Linked DNA regions of Cricetulus griseus: region 2 is linked to region 1. Evidence: chromatin contacts called from public Hi-C data. All regions are on one chromosome and are shown on one strand. The core of a region is the stretch at or near the end of the contact, and the rest is flanking DNA. Distances in the headings are between cores, read along the strand shown.

What was found. Hi-C and Micro-C count contacts between places; a contact is called where the count stands out from the background.
Region 2: a contact with region 1 is called in a Hi-C map of fibroblasts, with 4 times the contacts expected there. The contact joins the enhancer-like site here to the promoter of Qki in region 1. A contact is called at or near these places in 3 of 8 Hi-C or Micro-C datasets (the CHK-Q cell line, the CHO-K1 cell line and fibroblasts).

What each region holds. Positions count from the first base shown.
Region 1 is chr2:290,486,802-290,494,709 of CriGri-PICRH-1.0, reverse strand. It overlaps Qki (protein quaking), which reads right to left and starts at 4,016. Exons shown (of 8, transcript XR_003482378.2): 1 at 3,831-4,016.
Region 2 is chr2:290,602,973-290,610,753 of CriGri-PICRH-1.0, reverse strand. It overlaps Qki (protein quaking), which reads right to left. Exons shown (of 8, transcript XR_003482378.2): 8 at 4,830-7,781. Among named protein-coding and RNA genes, the nearest start is that of Qki, 120 kb to the right of the region's middle. Within about 2 kb of position 1,338, at least 2 of the 6 cell types and tissues checked have open chromatin away from gene starts, as enhancers often do. A contact at or near this core is called in the CHO-K1 cell line and fibroblasts, where this site is marked.

The sequences.
Region 1 (7,908 bases), core at 2,767-5,266:
GATACAAATGGTTGTTCCCATCGTATCTGCAAGAGCTGTGATCTGTCCTGAGGAGCATAATGGAGAGAACTGGTGACAAATACCAGCTTATTATAACTCTTCAAGGATTAGAGAGCAGTGCCTTGGCTCCCAAAAAACAGATTAATTACCCCATCTTAAGTAAAATCCGTTTGTCACAAATAATAGCTACAGTTGACAATGATTTGTCTTTTAGACAAAAGAAAAACTAAAATTTAAGAAACTATATAACCCAAGTCATTTGTGGCTATGCAAAGTTTTAAACCACAGTGTTTATGAACAAACAAGGTTTGCCCAAAAAGATAAAAAAAAAAGTAAAAATTCAAGGAAAGGTATAACATGCGCAACAATGAACACATCCTCAAAGATAAACATGAATATGGAAGACAATTAACAAAGCTAATTTTAATTAAAAATATTCTCACGTTTTATGAGTCAGAAATTTTATTATAAAAAGGGGTTAGCTGAAAATTAAAAACATTTTCAAACCATTAATATATATTCTAACATATCTGTTCACTTTTCCTGAATTATACTCTAGGTTTTCTGGTAAGACCCATAAAGATTCAAACTGTCCTTTTTAACAAACCACACACTTCTCATTTTCATATAAGCAGCTTCTCTCTCACTCATAAGCCTATCTAATGAATTAAAACTAGAAATATGAAGTTAAGTATCACATTCTCTTTTCTTCTACTTGATACTTTTCTGTATTATTTTTATTGTTTAGTTTCAACACTCTATTACAAAAATGTTTATTTAAAAAAACATGCTTTGCATTCAACTACAAGAGTTTCATTTTCATGACAAAGGAAAGTCTTTAAAACAATTTGTGTATGTAACTGTTCTTTACTAGAGACAGTATGGAGGGTCAGTTAAAATCTGAAGAGAAAGCAGTCTAAGATCCACATTTTACTGTGATTCAGGGCTAACCTTTGAGTCTTAGAAATACTAACTCAAGTTCTATCTTTTATTTCAGAACTTACCTGGCCTAAAATATATTTTCAAACTTACAAAAACAGCCCTGCTAAACATACTAGAAAAGAAAGACTGACACAACTCACCAAGCGGTAGAACTGATTACCTAGCGAAATTACAGACTACAGGCTACTTTATACTGGCAAGAATCAATGTACTCTTTCTACAACATTGAAGTTTTAACAAGTAGAAGAAAAAAAAAAAGAACACTTCATTCCCAAAGTTGTTAGTCAACTGAAAATTCTCAAACAGGAACTATATTAAAAGCTCACTGCTTGAAAGTATTTTAAAAATAAAATTGCTAGACAGTCCCATTCAAAATTTCTAACTATCAGAGAATAGAATATCTCAATGCCATTGAACAATTTAATCCCTAAAGTGAAACTTAGTTTTATCTGAATTTAAAAGTAATCTTTCTGCCAAGCATTACAGACAAAGGAGAGTGTAATCCCTAACCACAAACACAAGTCATGATTAATTTGTTTTTGGACAATGAGAGGCCACAAGGGGGTAAAGCACAAGTTGCCAATTTTCACAATTAAGTCATCTAGCAAGAAAATTATGATCTTGCACTTAAGAAACCAGTATTTTCAAGTCAAATTAAATTTATAATAAGACTAGCAAGTACAGGAAAAGGCTTATAACACATTAAGGACTAGCCCCTGTCCTGCAACATTTGCTCTGATATGATTAAAACAATCACACTTCCTATTCATTCTGAGGTCTATTGTAAACACACTACCTACAAGCATGGAAGTTCTCTGTATACTGGCCTAATGCAGACTCCTGAGTACAGAAGGCAGACTGAGGTGAAAGATGGAGAAAACAGGAAAAGGAAAGAAACAAATATTATTTTGAATACTGTAATCCTAAACTAGCTTTCTTTTACATTTGGAACACAAAGGGTTACTATTTCTAACTAGAGAGTAATAAACAAGCCTGTGCAGAAATAATGACATAATTGAAATTCCTCCAGCTGACTTATGCCAACCTCAAACTAAGGTGGTTATATCTGATCAGTCTGAAAGACTACATGAGCAGCCTTTTACAACTAATCGAGGAAACTCCTATAGTATTTCCAAACTTTTTATGATCTCAATATGTCACTTGAGTATACGGAGAACTTTAAGAATGCATATTAATCCATTTTAAATGCTGTCTAGGCGTGTAAGAGATTCCCCATACACTGTACTTTTAAAAAACTATAATTTTCATCATAAATTTCACAGTAATACCATGAAAACAACACACCAAGTGAAAAAATAACAGTAAATTAGGTGTTGTCTCTGAAATCACATTTGTGGATAAATAATGACAGGTGAAGTCACCTAAAATTTAAATTTCTACTGAACTTAATATAGGTCAGATTTTTAAGCATGCTAGACATTTTGTTCCAAACATTCCAAGGTTAAAAAAAAATAGCTGGCGCCCCTTAGCGCTCACATTTGGAAATACTCAATTGAAGAGTTCCAGCACACACACACCCTCCTTTTTTTTTTTTTTTTTTTTTTTTTTTTTTGACATTCCAGAAAGTTTTCTGCCTCCACAATCTTTCAAATGCCAACACAAATAGGCAAAACCCCTTAAAGGGGCAGCACAACTTTCCTCCGAGGCGTCTGAGACTAACAGACACGCGGACCCAAAAGTAGGAAATGTCCCTTTCGACTTGTTACTGTTGTATGCATGTTCAGGCGTCATAACTGAGCGCTTTCTGCCTCAAGTCCTGCCTATGGCTCCCCACCCAAAAGAAGCTCGCTCTTAGCTCGGAGGTATTCAAAGTCTTTTGTTCTTCCCTGATATGCCTGCTCCTTGAGCATAAATTTTGATTTCTCTAGCTGTATTTGAAAATATTTCGAGATTCTTCTCAAGATGCTAAAATCCACTGTTCATCCGCACATCAGCACAGTTTTCCGCTTCCTTCAGACAGCCCCCCGCCTGGAGACTTTTAAAAACAAAAGGGAAACTCCCCGCTACACGGTTTTCAAAGCGGACTTGTTGGTCCTCCTGCCCCACAGGCCGCCCCGGGAATCCGCGGAAACCCACGGCTCCTGGGAACTAACACTCCAGGTCGCTGCTGAGAGAAGTTCTTAGAGGACTGCCAGAGCTGACCAGCATGCATCTTCTAGCCACTCTTCGCTCCCTGCAGCGCTCCCAACTCGGCTTCTGCAAACTTGCGCTCTATTTTATTCCCGTCCTTTCAAACTTCCAGCTCCCCGCCCCAGGGACGCGGGCGGCTACGCCTGGAGCTAACCCTCCGCCCCAGTGAGTTCTTCCGAACTCGGATTCCGTTCAGGTCTGTCATCGCGGTATTTCATACTCCTCCCCCCGCCACCCAAAAAAAAAAAAAAAAAGTGAAGTTAAACTCCCAAACAGTTCTCGCTTCCCTAAACAAAGGACAAAAAAAGTGCTGTGCTCTGTGTCAGCTCGTGCTCGCCTTCGGCCACATAAGCACTACTTTTCGGTACCCTACGTAATCTGTGGACACCCGAAGAGTCCACTCCTGTACCGCGGGCCACACAACTCCACTGAGACGGGCACCCCCAGCCGGGGCCCCGCGGGCGAGGCGAGGCAGAGCTCGCGTGGCCCGGCCAGATCGGTCGGGATGGCGGGGTGTCTATCTGCCGCGCCGTCGGGAGCTGGCCGCAGCCCCGCCGCCCCGCCGCCCTGCCGCCCGCGAGCTCCGGGTCCGCCCTCGGGCCTGCCCCGGCCCTGGCCCCGACCCGCCGCGAGCCGCCCGCGCCGCCTTTGTGCGCCCGCCCGCCTGACCTTCCCGCCGCCCCGCCATCCCGGGCCGCCGCGCCCGCCCGCTCGCCCGCGGGGGTCGAGAGGCTCACCTTCGTCCAGCAGCCGCTCGAGGTGGTTGAAGATCCCGCAGAAGTTGGGCAGGCTGCTCATGAGCTTCTTGTCGTTCATCAGCTGCATCAAGTAATCTGGGGTGGGCTTCGGCTTCTCCTTCGTTTCCATTTCCCCGACCATATTCCAGGCTCCGCAGCTCACTCCGCCCGCGCCGCCGCCGCCGCGCGCCGCCGGAGGAGGAGAGAGGAGGAGGAGAGGAGGGAGGGGCGGGGCGAGCTCCGGCCGCCGGCCGCTCGGACGCGGCGTCCCGCTCCGCGCCGACTCCGCTCCGGCTCCCGCGCCGAGCCCCGGGGCGGCCGGCTCCGCGCGCCCGCCCGCCCCCCCGCAGGCACTTTCGCCCGGCCCGACGCGCCGCGGCCGCCGCTCCTCGGCCGCCCGGCGCGGCTCCCCTCGCGAGGCCGGCGGCGGAGGCGGGTCTCGGGGCCGAGCGCGGCGCGGGGCCGCTGCGCCGCGAGGAGTCGAGGGGCCGCTCGTCGGCCGGTCGCGCCGCCTGCGCCGAAGCTCGCGAGTCTGCGGTGCTGTCCGCCGCGGCGCCCCCGCGTTGCCGCCGCCGCCGCCGCCGCTCCGACTGCCGCTCCTCCTCTTCCTCCGCGGCTCTCCTCCTCCTCACTCACTTGGCGGCGGAGTTCGCCTCAGTTCAGGCGGCGCTGCCGGCGGCGGCGGGGGGAGGGGCGCGGGCAGGGCCGGGGGCGGGCGGCGGGCCGGGCGCGCAGGGCGGCCGTTACGGGGCTAGGCGCGCTCCCGCCCCCCGCCGCCGCCGGCGCCCCTGCCCCTGGCCGCTCGGGCGGGACGGACGGACGGCCGGCTGGTGGCCGAGGGCCGGGCCGCGGCTGAGGGGGACGCGCGCCGGCTGCGGCGGCCTGCGCGGGGCCGGGGTCGCGGCTGAGGGGACGCGGGCGGCGGCGCTGGCTCGTCGGCGCGCTGTTGCTGAGGCGGCGGGCGCGGTCGGGCGCGTCGGCTGAGAGGAATTCCGGCGGGACTATGCGCGGGCGCTGCGCTCGCCGCCGCCCTGGCCTCGCCTCTCGGCGCGTTACTATAGTTTGAGGGGATTTTTTTCTCTCTCTTTTTTTTTTTAAAACCTCTTCGTCCACCTTCCTCGCCACCCCTCAGGAAAAGAAAAAAAGGAGAATTTTTTTTTTTTTTAACGTCCTGTTGCTTCACTGGGGGCACTCTCGGGTGGGCATCACGTGGCCCGACACGTAGCCGTGAGGCCGAGGGCGCGTGCGCGCGTCGAGGGCTGTGGCCACGCCCCTTCCGAGGGTCGCCCCGCCCTATCGGCCGGAGAGCGCGCCTGCGTGGGGGGCGAGGGGGGGCAGCGGCGGTGGCCTCTGGACCGAGAAGCGGGCCGGAACCGTTCTGGCGCGGCGCCCACCCGGCGGGGCGGGCGGGGTGGGGGACCCGGCCGTCGGACCAGGCGCAGACGAGTCCGCATCCCGCTCGTGATGCCGGTGGGCGGCCGGCTGAGCTGGCGCGCGTGGGCGACCGCGCCGCAGCATCGCCCGCTGCGGGGCTCCCGTGAGGTGTCCCCGGGAGCCATACCCCACGCGTGACGGGCCTCGCGGCACCCGAACCGTAGGCGGAGACGGGACACGCGTGCGCACCCACGGGCAGGCGGGCGGCATGACGCGTGGTCCCGTTCTCCTCACGGCACGGCTGCGGTCGGAGAGGAGAGGAACCGAGCAGGGACCCAGCCTCCTCGGCTGCCGAGCCGCCCGCACGCAGAAGAAGGGAGCCTGTGTGTGAGGAGCTCACGTTCGGGTGGGATGGGGGGTGTGGAAAGAAAGAGTCAACATCTATTTCTGCGTACTGGGGGAGAAAGTAAAAAAAGCAAAAGCAGTGCGCCAGAAAAGGGCTTTCCGTGCACTGTGACGGAGTTCTGCCGTTTACATTTGTTTAGGAAACAATTTTCCGAACTGCAGCAGTGAAGTGCTGTGATTTATAGAAGCTGTCAGTCATTAAATCTGCATCATCCATGTTTTGTTGCAAGATCTTTATAACCGGGCTCCATGAAAATGCCGGCAAGGTTATCAGATCTGCCGTTTTGAGAGTTGTCCCTGGCTATGTATGATTTTCTGTGCATCATGTCAATGTATTTTAAATGTGAACGTAAGTAGGGTGGTTGTTGGTTTGTTTTGTTTTAACTTTGCTTTCCACAAATTCTAAAGAACATTGCTGAGATTATGTGGTACCAAATATCTTTAAAGCAATTTTAAATACCCATGGCCAGTAGCTTCTGGCGGTTTCATTAAAAGACCACAGTTTGAGGTTTTTTTGTTTGTTTGTTTGTTTTTAATTTACTTTGATAGAGCAAATGAAGTTGCCTTGATAGAAAAAGTTAAAAGCACATAAGTCAAATAATTGAATTTTCCAACGATAGCTATAATTCTAAGTACTATAGAATATTCAACATAATAATCTCTTTAAGCAAATTATGTAAAGGCATGAAGTAGCAATTTGATCAAAAAGCTGTTTCTGTGTTTTCCAAATGTTCATTCAGAACCAAGAAAAATGAGAAGTTTGTCTCTTGGATATTATTAAAAATATTTTGATGCTGAATTATTCATGGGCTCTGCTTGTGAAAGATGAAGTCCCCCTTCTGAATTGGCATGCCTACTTCCTGGGCCCTGGGCAAACTGCTGTACCTCTGTAGTTCAGTCAATCAGAGCAGTCCTGTGTCTTAGGTAATACTGGCATCCCCAATTTTACAGAAGAGGAAACCCCGAAGAGGAAGAGGTAATCTAGATATTTACACAGCACTGTAGCTAACGAGTTCTGTCTGCTGTTCAGTCCAGTTATATTTTATTACAGAGTGCTGTCCCCCATTTTACTGACCCATAGGTTCAACCACTTTTTTAATGTGGCTGAAACAAAAAGATGTTGGTCATCTTCATTCCCCGTAGATTAATCGTTGGGCCCATCGTTGGAAATAGCTGCTTTGGAGTGCAGAGTAAAAATTCCAAGTACATGTGGATCTCTCCCCTGCTCAGTTTTCCCTGATTTCTCTCAGGTAAGGGAAAAAAATATCCAGAGTTCACCACGACCTGCCAGGCCCCAAGTGACCTTCTACCCTGCATGTTGCTGAACCTCGTTTCATGGACTCTCTAGTCTCTCTGGAATCCTCCTTGACCTCAATACCTGCTTGGCGTCTATAGGCTTCTGGGCTTGGTGTACCTCCTTGGAAAGCCTTCCCACTCCAGCTCTCATGCCACCACTACTTTTTAAATTTTCAGTTCTTTCTGTCAGTTTCCTCACATGCCATGTCAGATATGTGGGTCAGTTTGTTTGCCACCCTAGTAAAGATTTCACTTCTTTTTAGAATCTCTTAACACCCCCACCCCCACTCCACAACAACACATGATATTTGTAAGCTTCTGTGACAAGCATGTCCAAAGAGGAGTGTCAGGTGCTTGTATACCAGAGGTCCAAATGCTCTCCTAGCTTATTTCTTTTGATGTTCAACCAACATATTGGGGAGGAATGAGTAGCCATATTTGAGAGGTGAGATGGTTGGCTACCTCACAACAGTTCAGGGGCTAGTGGAGAGCTGTACAATAATTACTCATGCTGTCTTTGGAGCCACTGAGCTCTACCAGATATCCATCCATAGGATCCCTCCGTTTTCTATCTTACATTCCTGTTTCTGAACACTGTGGACATATTATATTGATCACCCAAAATGATGACTGCAATGTTACTACAAAGTTTGTTGGGATGTGTACCTTACAAGCTTACAAGTTTTAACAATTATTATAGATCCTTCAGTTCTGTTATTACAAACACATCTCAATACAGTATTCAAAATGAATAGGACAAACATACATGAAGATCAGTATACACAGGTATGTGAATATCCTTGTACTAGCTATTTCAGTGAAAAAGCATGTCGTCTACTCTATTGACACTAAAATTGGCTCTTCATTCTAACACTGTAATTAACCAGGAGTGGAAATGCACTTTCTGTTCTCTTAATTTCATTGGCTCTACTAGCTTACTGCATTTCTTGACATTTAAAATAAAAACGTACAATATCCAAGCACTCTGTCTTCATCACCATGG
Region 2 (7,781 bases), core at 89-2,588, 120 kb before region 1:
GGGTCACTCTAGCTAGAGCTTTAGGCTGGGGCTCCATCTGACTGGGGTGTCATGTTTCAGATGTAACCCAAGTTATGTGGACTACTCAGTCTGGAAAAAATGTGGACACACCGGCTTTGTGAGTGCACAAGTGGGGCTGATATTTCTTGGTGGAAGCTTCAGCATAAACAAATAGCTCTTCAATCAGCTGACAATGTACAGAATAATTAGTGGAGATGAGCCTACCAGTGACTGAGAGTTCATAAAAGCCATGTCCCTTTGGAGAACAGAAAGCAAAACTTAAAGGAAAAATCTCGTTCCCTTTTCCCCATGCAAGACAGCTTGTATCATAAACCAAGAGCAATATGGGAATAATATCTCACTTTAAACCATTAGATCTCACCAAGGGCAGGCCACTTTTTCTTAGTTTTTTTTTTTTTCATTCTTTTGAAATTGACTGTCCTGATTGTAATCAAAACCTAAGAGCTGACTACTAATTCTGTGAAGATCAGACTGTTGGACTTGCTTATCTCGTGTTTTTTTTTTTTTTTTTTTTTTTGATACTAACTTTTATGTGTGTGTGCATGCCACAGCCCGTGTGTAGAAATCAAAGGACAGCTTTGGGGTCGGGGTCAAGTATTCTACCATCTGGGTTTAAGGCTTGGTGGTGAATGCCTTTTCCTGCTGAGTTATGTATCTGTTAGAGGCCAGTTTAAAACTTAGCTTCAGATCTTTCATATTACACTTTACCCACTAATTTCAAGTTTTACATTTTCTACCTGAAATCCTGAAAGTTAACTTTTGGGCATCTGCTTGCAATGTTTATACTCTTTCCACTAACCTGTTTTCAGTTTTATAGGCTGCATTACTTAGAATTCTACAGTACAAAAGTAACTTTTCAAACATGTGTCAAGCATAGCTGAGGTCATTATATAAGTTTGAAATGAATGATCCTGAAAATTACAAGACTAACTCAGTACTTCGAAAAAACTTGTGAATACTTTTCTCACTTTGCTCCCATTCAGTTCAACCAATAACTTTTTCATCAGTATCCAATTAAGTAACCACTATGTAAGCGGGGCATAAAACAGAGTAATACATTTTCACCCAAGAGATGCTGATACACTTAAATTTAATCAGTCTATGCACACAGTTTTGTAGCCAGACTAGTTGAAATTTAAAAAAGCAGAAATCCCCAAGTGACACCCAGCTAATATGATCTTCACTGTAAGACATAAACATTGTATGAATGACAGTGGTTTTTAAATATTTATTGTATTTGTGGTATGTGTGAGTTGTGCATGCCACTGCACCCATGTTGAGGTTAAAGACAGCATTTGGTTCTCTCCTACCATGGGTTGCAGGGATCAAATCCAGGTTGTCAGGGTAGCTGGGCAAGCATGATACTTGTTGAGTCACTTCTCGGTAGCTGGGCAAGCATGTTACTTGTTGAGTCACTTCCCAGTAGTAAGATTCTCAACCAACTCACAGATCACATTCATCTGATTCTCCCCACCCCAGGAAGACATTAAGATCTGTATGGCATGACTCAAAATTTTGGAAGGAAGGGTAGTGTCTAAAGATACAAATCATATTTCTGAACCTGGGCAGATAATGCAAACAGCTGGTAGTGTGTGAATCTAGGTACCTTAAGGAGTGGCAGTGGGGTTAACAAAAAATATTTTTGAGACAAGGAAAACATTTGGCTTACAACTAATGTGAGATTATGATCTTTGAAGAGAAGATTTGGGGATAACTCAAATCTTTAGACTTTTAACATCTGCTAAATCATCAAAAGATCAGGTCTGCCAGTCTATATACCTGGTACCATGGTTGCCAGCTAGCTGCCATTGGAGGTGTATGAAAAGGGTACCCTCCCAGTGATTAAGCAGATAGAGGGCAAAGGAACTTACACAAGCATAACAAGAAAAATTGGCTACCTTAAAGTACAGAGTTGTCAAAGGAAGCTTTTAATGGTATCAAGCTACTGGGAGAAATCTTAGCAGCTCTTCCACTTTGCTTAAGATACCAATATTAGTCATTTTCACATATAAATTGAGACTAAGATTTGATAAGCAATGCTTTTTGCTTATGGTGGTAGGTATGCATGATAAGCTAGCAACCCTACCAAGTGAGATACATCCTTAGCCCTCTTCAAAGAAATTCTTACATTTACAAAAATACCTAAAAACTGTACCAATGTTTTTCTAAAGGCACGTGGTATTTTGGATGCACAGACCAGCCAAGGACCACATAGTAGTTCATTGATTTCCGTTGTCTTTTAAACAGTGATCTGCTAAGAATTCTAGAATGTGAGATTCTTAAATTTTCTAAGCAGTGTTTAAAGGATCAATAAAAACTTAAATGTGCTCTTTACTTTACTTTGGTATTTGTGTCTGGAGGGGGGAGGCCACACTTTTAACTCATTCTTTTGGCTTGAGAAGATGCAGCACATGCATACTGTCCAGGTTTTATTGTACCTTGTGTACAGTCGTTTGCAGTTTTCCATTCATGTGTGATTTGGGAACACTATTCTGCACACAAATATATACATATATACATACACACACATATATATGAATTCATATATATACACACAATTTCCACAAGTTCAAGAATTTTCTGCATACCAATGTACTATAACCCACAATAGATATATTTGGCTCAAATCTTTTAATAACAAAACCTTTAGAGATATATAAAGTAATGTTTACCCTGGGGGCTGAGACTATCCCAGTGCTTGCCAGTGTCTCTTCAAGGGGCAGCAAGCTTCAAGTAATGTGACCTGCACTTTATCATGTCACCGTTCTAAGAACCGGCTGCCCACATCTCCCTAGCATGGATTAGTTGCTGCTCCTCCTCTCCCAATCCCTGGCAATTAGTACAGCAGAACAAAGAAAGGAGTGCATCCTGTTTCAGGTTAACCAGTTTGATTCAGCATTGAGCACCAGCTACAGATAACTTTTTTCCCCAAGTCTCTTCAAAATAAAGACAACTCAATTTAGGTAATTTTATATAGAAGAAATCAGGTATTAAATGTATCATGGATAATTCTAAAATGATACTGTCCATAAAATGGGTTAAGCTATTAGTCCCACTTTAAAGGCACTAAATGCTTGTGACAGTGTTATTCTATACACTTAAAAAATGTGGGAGACTAAGAAGCATTCAGAGAATTTAGCTTAATTAATGGAAAATTTGGTAACATGCTTCATTCCACCAAGAAAAATCACAAGCTGAGAATGCTGTACCAATGAGCTGTCATCAAGGAATAGACAGGCATCCCATTCCAGACACACAAGCAAACAATCCCTCCCAACACACACACACACACACACACACACACACACACACACACACACACACACACACACACACACCCTTTTCACCAAACACTTCTCTTATGTGCACACAAACATCACTTTTTTTATGGACAAGGTACTTCAACAATCCCCTTCAAGATGCTGCACTACAATGATGTGAATATAACTTTGCATCATGTTTTGCTAGATATTTTACCTAAAGAAAAATGCTTTACTAAGTATACTAATATCAACAGCCTTTTGAATGAAAAAACAGGTAACCATTTCATCAACAGCATCACCTAATAGTGACTCTAGAACTTTCCCATCTCAACAATTTAATATTGCAATGATATAAAAATGTGACTTGCAATGCTATTTGCATACTTTGATACTGTCTCTGAAAAACAATTGCAGTGGGAACGGTGGTAATACAACATAACCATATGTGAAGGACCTCACTGCACGCACAGGTGTCAGAGAATATTAACTGCATGCACACAAGTTCTTTATCAACTGTTGTGACAAATTACCATGAAAATTTGTACAGCAGCCTGACAGCATCTTCAAGTTTTCAGAGTACTACACATACTTTTTGTGGCAATAGCAAACTGTACATCCAATGATACTACAGGGTCCCCTCCTCTTATCAGAAATTATTCCATGTGTGAACAGGAGAAATAATGATCAGGCTCACAAAATAAAACTATACTTTCACAAAGTTATGATTTACAACTCAGCCCTTAATTTTAAGGATTCTAAAATACAATTTTAAAATACAAACCATTACTTACAAAAGCAAAATTCATCCTGTTATTTTTCGATCAGATGAAAGAATTATTTTCACAGACAAGATAATTATGAATCTGTGACAGAACAATAGACTCGAGTGTTAAAGAAGTTATACCTAGAGGTCTCTGTACACAGAGCATGTATATGAAACATGGGAGGGACAGTGAAATAATCCTAAATGTATCTCTGCTAGAAATTAATCATATACAGTGTTACAGATTACAGTGCTCATTGCTGCTGCATTTCTTATGTAACTGTCTAGGCTGTTCTGAAAGTGGTAAGAGGAAAATTATCTGAGAAGATATCTGGAACACACTGGGGGGTGGGGGGGCAAGACTGGGCTGCACTGCCTAGAGAAGCAGACCAGCTTTAATAGCTGGCTAAAAATTGACTCTTTACAATGTGACTGAAAATGACCCGTTTGTAGAAATTAAGACGAAGGGATCAACGACAAATCAAACTGGTTTCTCAAGGTGTGTATCATTACAATAAATCTCTGGACTATGCTGTCAGCAGACAGTGATGATTTTGGAGCAGGAAAAATGTAGTGTGGAATTAGTAATGCAGATGCTGAAAGGCCAGTGGCATGACTAGGAGAATGACTCAAACAGATGCTGCTTTGTTCCCATTTCCACTGCACCTCCCCTGCCAGGTAAAAGGCTGGTACACCCAAAGCTTTTAGCAGCAGTGTGCACAACTGTCAGCTGACAAACAACACAGAAAACAAGTCACACTATGTTATCTGTGATCACGTTCTTCGGTGTTAGTCCAGGAACTCGAGACTTTATTTATTTTTGCTTATTTTCATTAAACACATAAAGGTTAATAAACAGACATAGTCCAGAGTTAGTAGGTTGGTATTATAACATTTATTAAAATAATGCTATGGGTTAATAGAAACAGCAAAGAACCAAAGAATTAAAATGCAAGCTATGTAAAATCCCAACTAAAACCCAGAAGTGTCTAATGTATTCATTCATCAGCTAACTAAAAGCCCAAGAAAGACAAGACACCCAATATAATAAAGTACTGCAAAACAATTGGCAATTTTCAGTTATCAAAATTGTGGATTTTGCATTTTGTATCCTTTTCTCAATCAAGAAAAAAATTCTTTTGAATGTTATATAACATACATATAAAACAAGATAGAAAAATACATTATAAACTTGTAACAATGGCTGTAAATACATTATCTTACATGTTTCTCATAGGCAATAGGTTGGTTATGGTACATACATAGCATGAAACTACTAAGATAATAAAGAATAGACAAAAAATACATGTCAGCTGTATGGTAACATACCAGCGACACTCCCATCTACCCACGCTAAAAAATTACATAATACTGTCAGGAAAAAAGTCTTAAAAACTACATACTTTAATAAGAAAAAAATTCAATAGTGATAATACTGAGAACCAAGGCATTCAGAGATTCCAAAAGTCATGCTTTTTTTCAGTTGACTCAAAACATTGTCAACTAAGTTTTCAAAAGTTTGTTCAGAGCCAGCATTACTCATAAACGTCACACGTCTATTGTTTTACACATTTACTTTCTTCCCCATGAAAGACCTTTGATAAACATCTAAAATGTCCAGGTATAACACAGCTGAGATGAGACTGGATCAAATACTGGTACTGTTTTTTTTGTTTTGTTTTGTTTTTTAACCATCACCTCAAGTGTTCTGAGTGTCGCAAATTTATTCAACCAACCAAACAAAATAAAAATCAAAACGGCACAGCATATATTGTAAATAAATCAAAATCACATGTGTAACAGAAAGACAAAGCAGTGGTACATTAAACCAAAGCTAGCTGAGTACAAAACAAGGACTGTCTATTGCATAGTAAATAAACTGAAAATGGTTCCAAGTGAGATACAATAATGGCGAGGTCACCATGAAGGTGCCCAAGGAGCTTCCTGCTGACCTTGACTGTGAAGCCATGGAAGTATGGAAGAGGGCATGAGTTGATGAGCCAGGAATCCACTACCACTTGACATTTGCCACATCTGGTACTGAGCAGTTAATGATTTATCAACTCAAGTATTTAGATGCGGGCTTTGCATACAAACTGCTTACTACAAAACTGAACTTCGTGAGAAACTGAAGATAAAAAGGAATGTAGCTGAGCATTTATATGCACTGTGATGTTAGCTTTCCGCATTCCTTTAAAGTTAAAAAGGGGGGCAAAAAGGTGTGTTTAGGAGCAGTTACTAAAGCCAGCAGAGAGGGACTGCACAAGGTATTTGGTATGACATAAAGTCTGATTAAATTAGGGCTATGAACACTTTTTTCCACAATAAAAAATTTCAAAGATTTGTTTTTGTGAAAAAGCTTTGTTAGGCATATTACAATTATCTCCAATTACTAAGAAAAAAATCCAATATATCCCTCTTCTCTAAATAAAATAAAGCTCTAATTTAATTTTGTCTGTAAACTGACGTTCAGATCTCACATAATTTTTTCTAACCTCAGAGTCTTCTGGGCTAACACTGAAATTGGCAATAACCAAAACTACTCAATTATGATTTGTAAAAGAATGACATTTTAAAATTTACCAGTCAAGACATTAGAAAAGCTATCACATTTTTTTCACAGTATCAGATTTGGCAAATTGACATCAAGATATTGTGACACAAATCATAAAATTTAGACCATCAACTCATCTGTTTCCCCTCTTATCTCCTTCACATACTGGGCGATGGAGGACATGCACTAACTTTTACTCTGAGGGAGGAGCTGATCTTGCAGGACACTTGACTAAATGACCATGAAGGAAAATAAGGCACTTTCTTTTTCTTTAGACTTATTCCAATACTTAAAAAATAAAAAACAAAGACAAAAAGGCTCTTTTGGTCTTTTGTTTCTTGACAACCACCAGAAAAAATCATTTAATGAAATAAAGGGTTTCTTTGTTCTTTTTCTTTTTTTAATAACACTTGAAAGTATAAAATGCTACATTTCCAAAAATATATATATATTTTTTTCTGCACCAGCACCCTTGTATAGTAAAAGTATCTACTTTTTGTTCATTTGTTTCAATGCACTACACTTTATCTACAATTTCATTACATGTATACAGCAAATAGGCAAGCATGGCTTTTACATCCTTAATGATATTTTCTATACAGGGAGGTTTAAAAAAAATATTTGAACAGTTTGCCCAGTAATGTGACACATAATGCATGTACCTTGTTCTTGTATAATTTTTAAGGTGGTGTAAAATAAAGATTTGGAAATTTTAACTCAGATACTCAACTTTTTAAAAATAGTGTTGCAGTTTTGTTCTTTGCATTACTTTTCAAAACTCCTTGTTAAGTTTTTCTCTCATGGCACACTTTGTTCTAATACTTCAAATTTTGGCAGGCAATATAAAAAGGCTGCAATTTCTGCCCTTTGAGGGCACTGTAGTGACTAAACAAACAACATGTCAAATTTTGAATACTTTTGAAGTCACTTCACCAATGACATCCCTGACCGAAGGAAGGTTCATGCATGATGCATTGTCACACAGTACATTCAGAGAGAACTTTGACTTCACTATGAGAAGAAAGAGATTCCTACAAGTCTCTCACAGTAACTGCCTCTGTCATTGAGTAGTTAGGGCCATCTGTCTCCCCTTCTTAAGAGAGGCCTTCTTACCGTTCGTTCGCTTGGGGTGGGTGGGGCATTGAAAGATGATCAGTGCTGTGGGATGAATCGGGCCTTA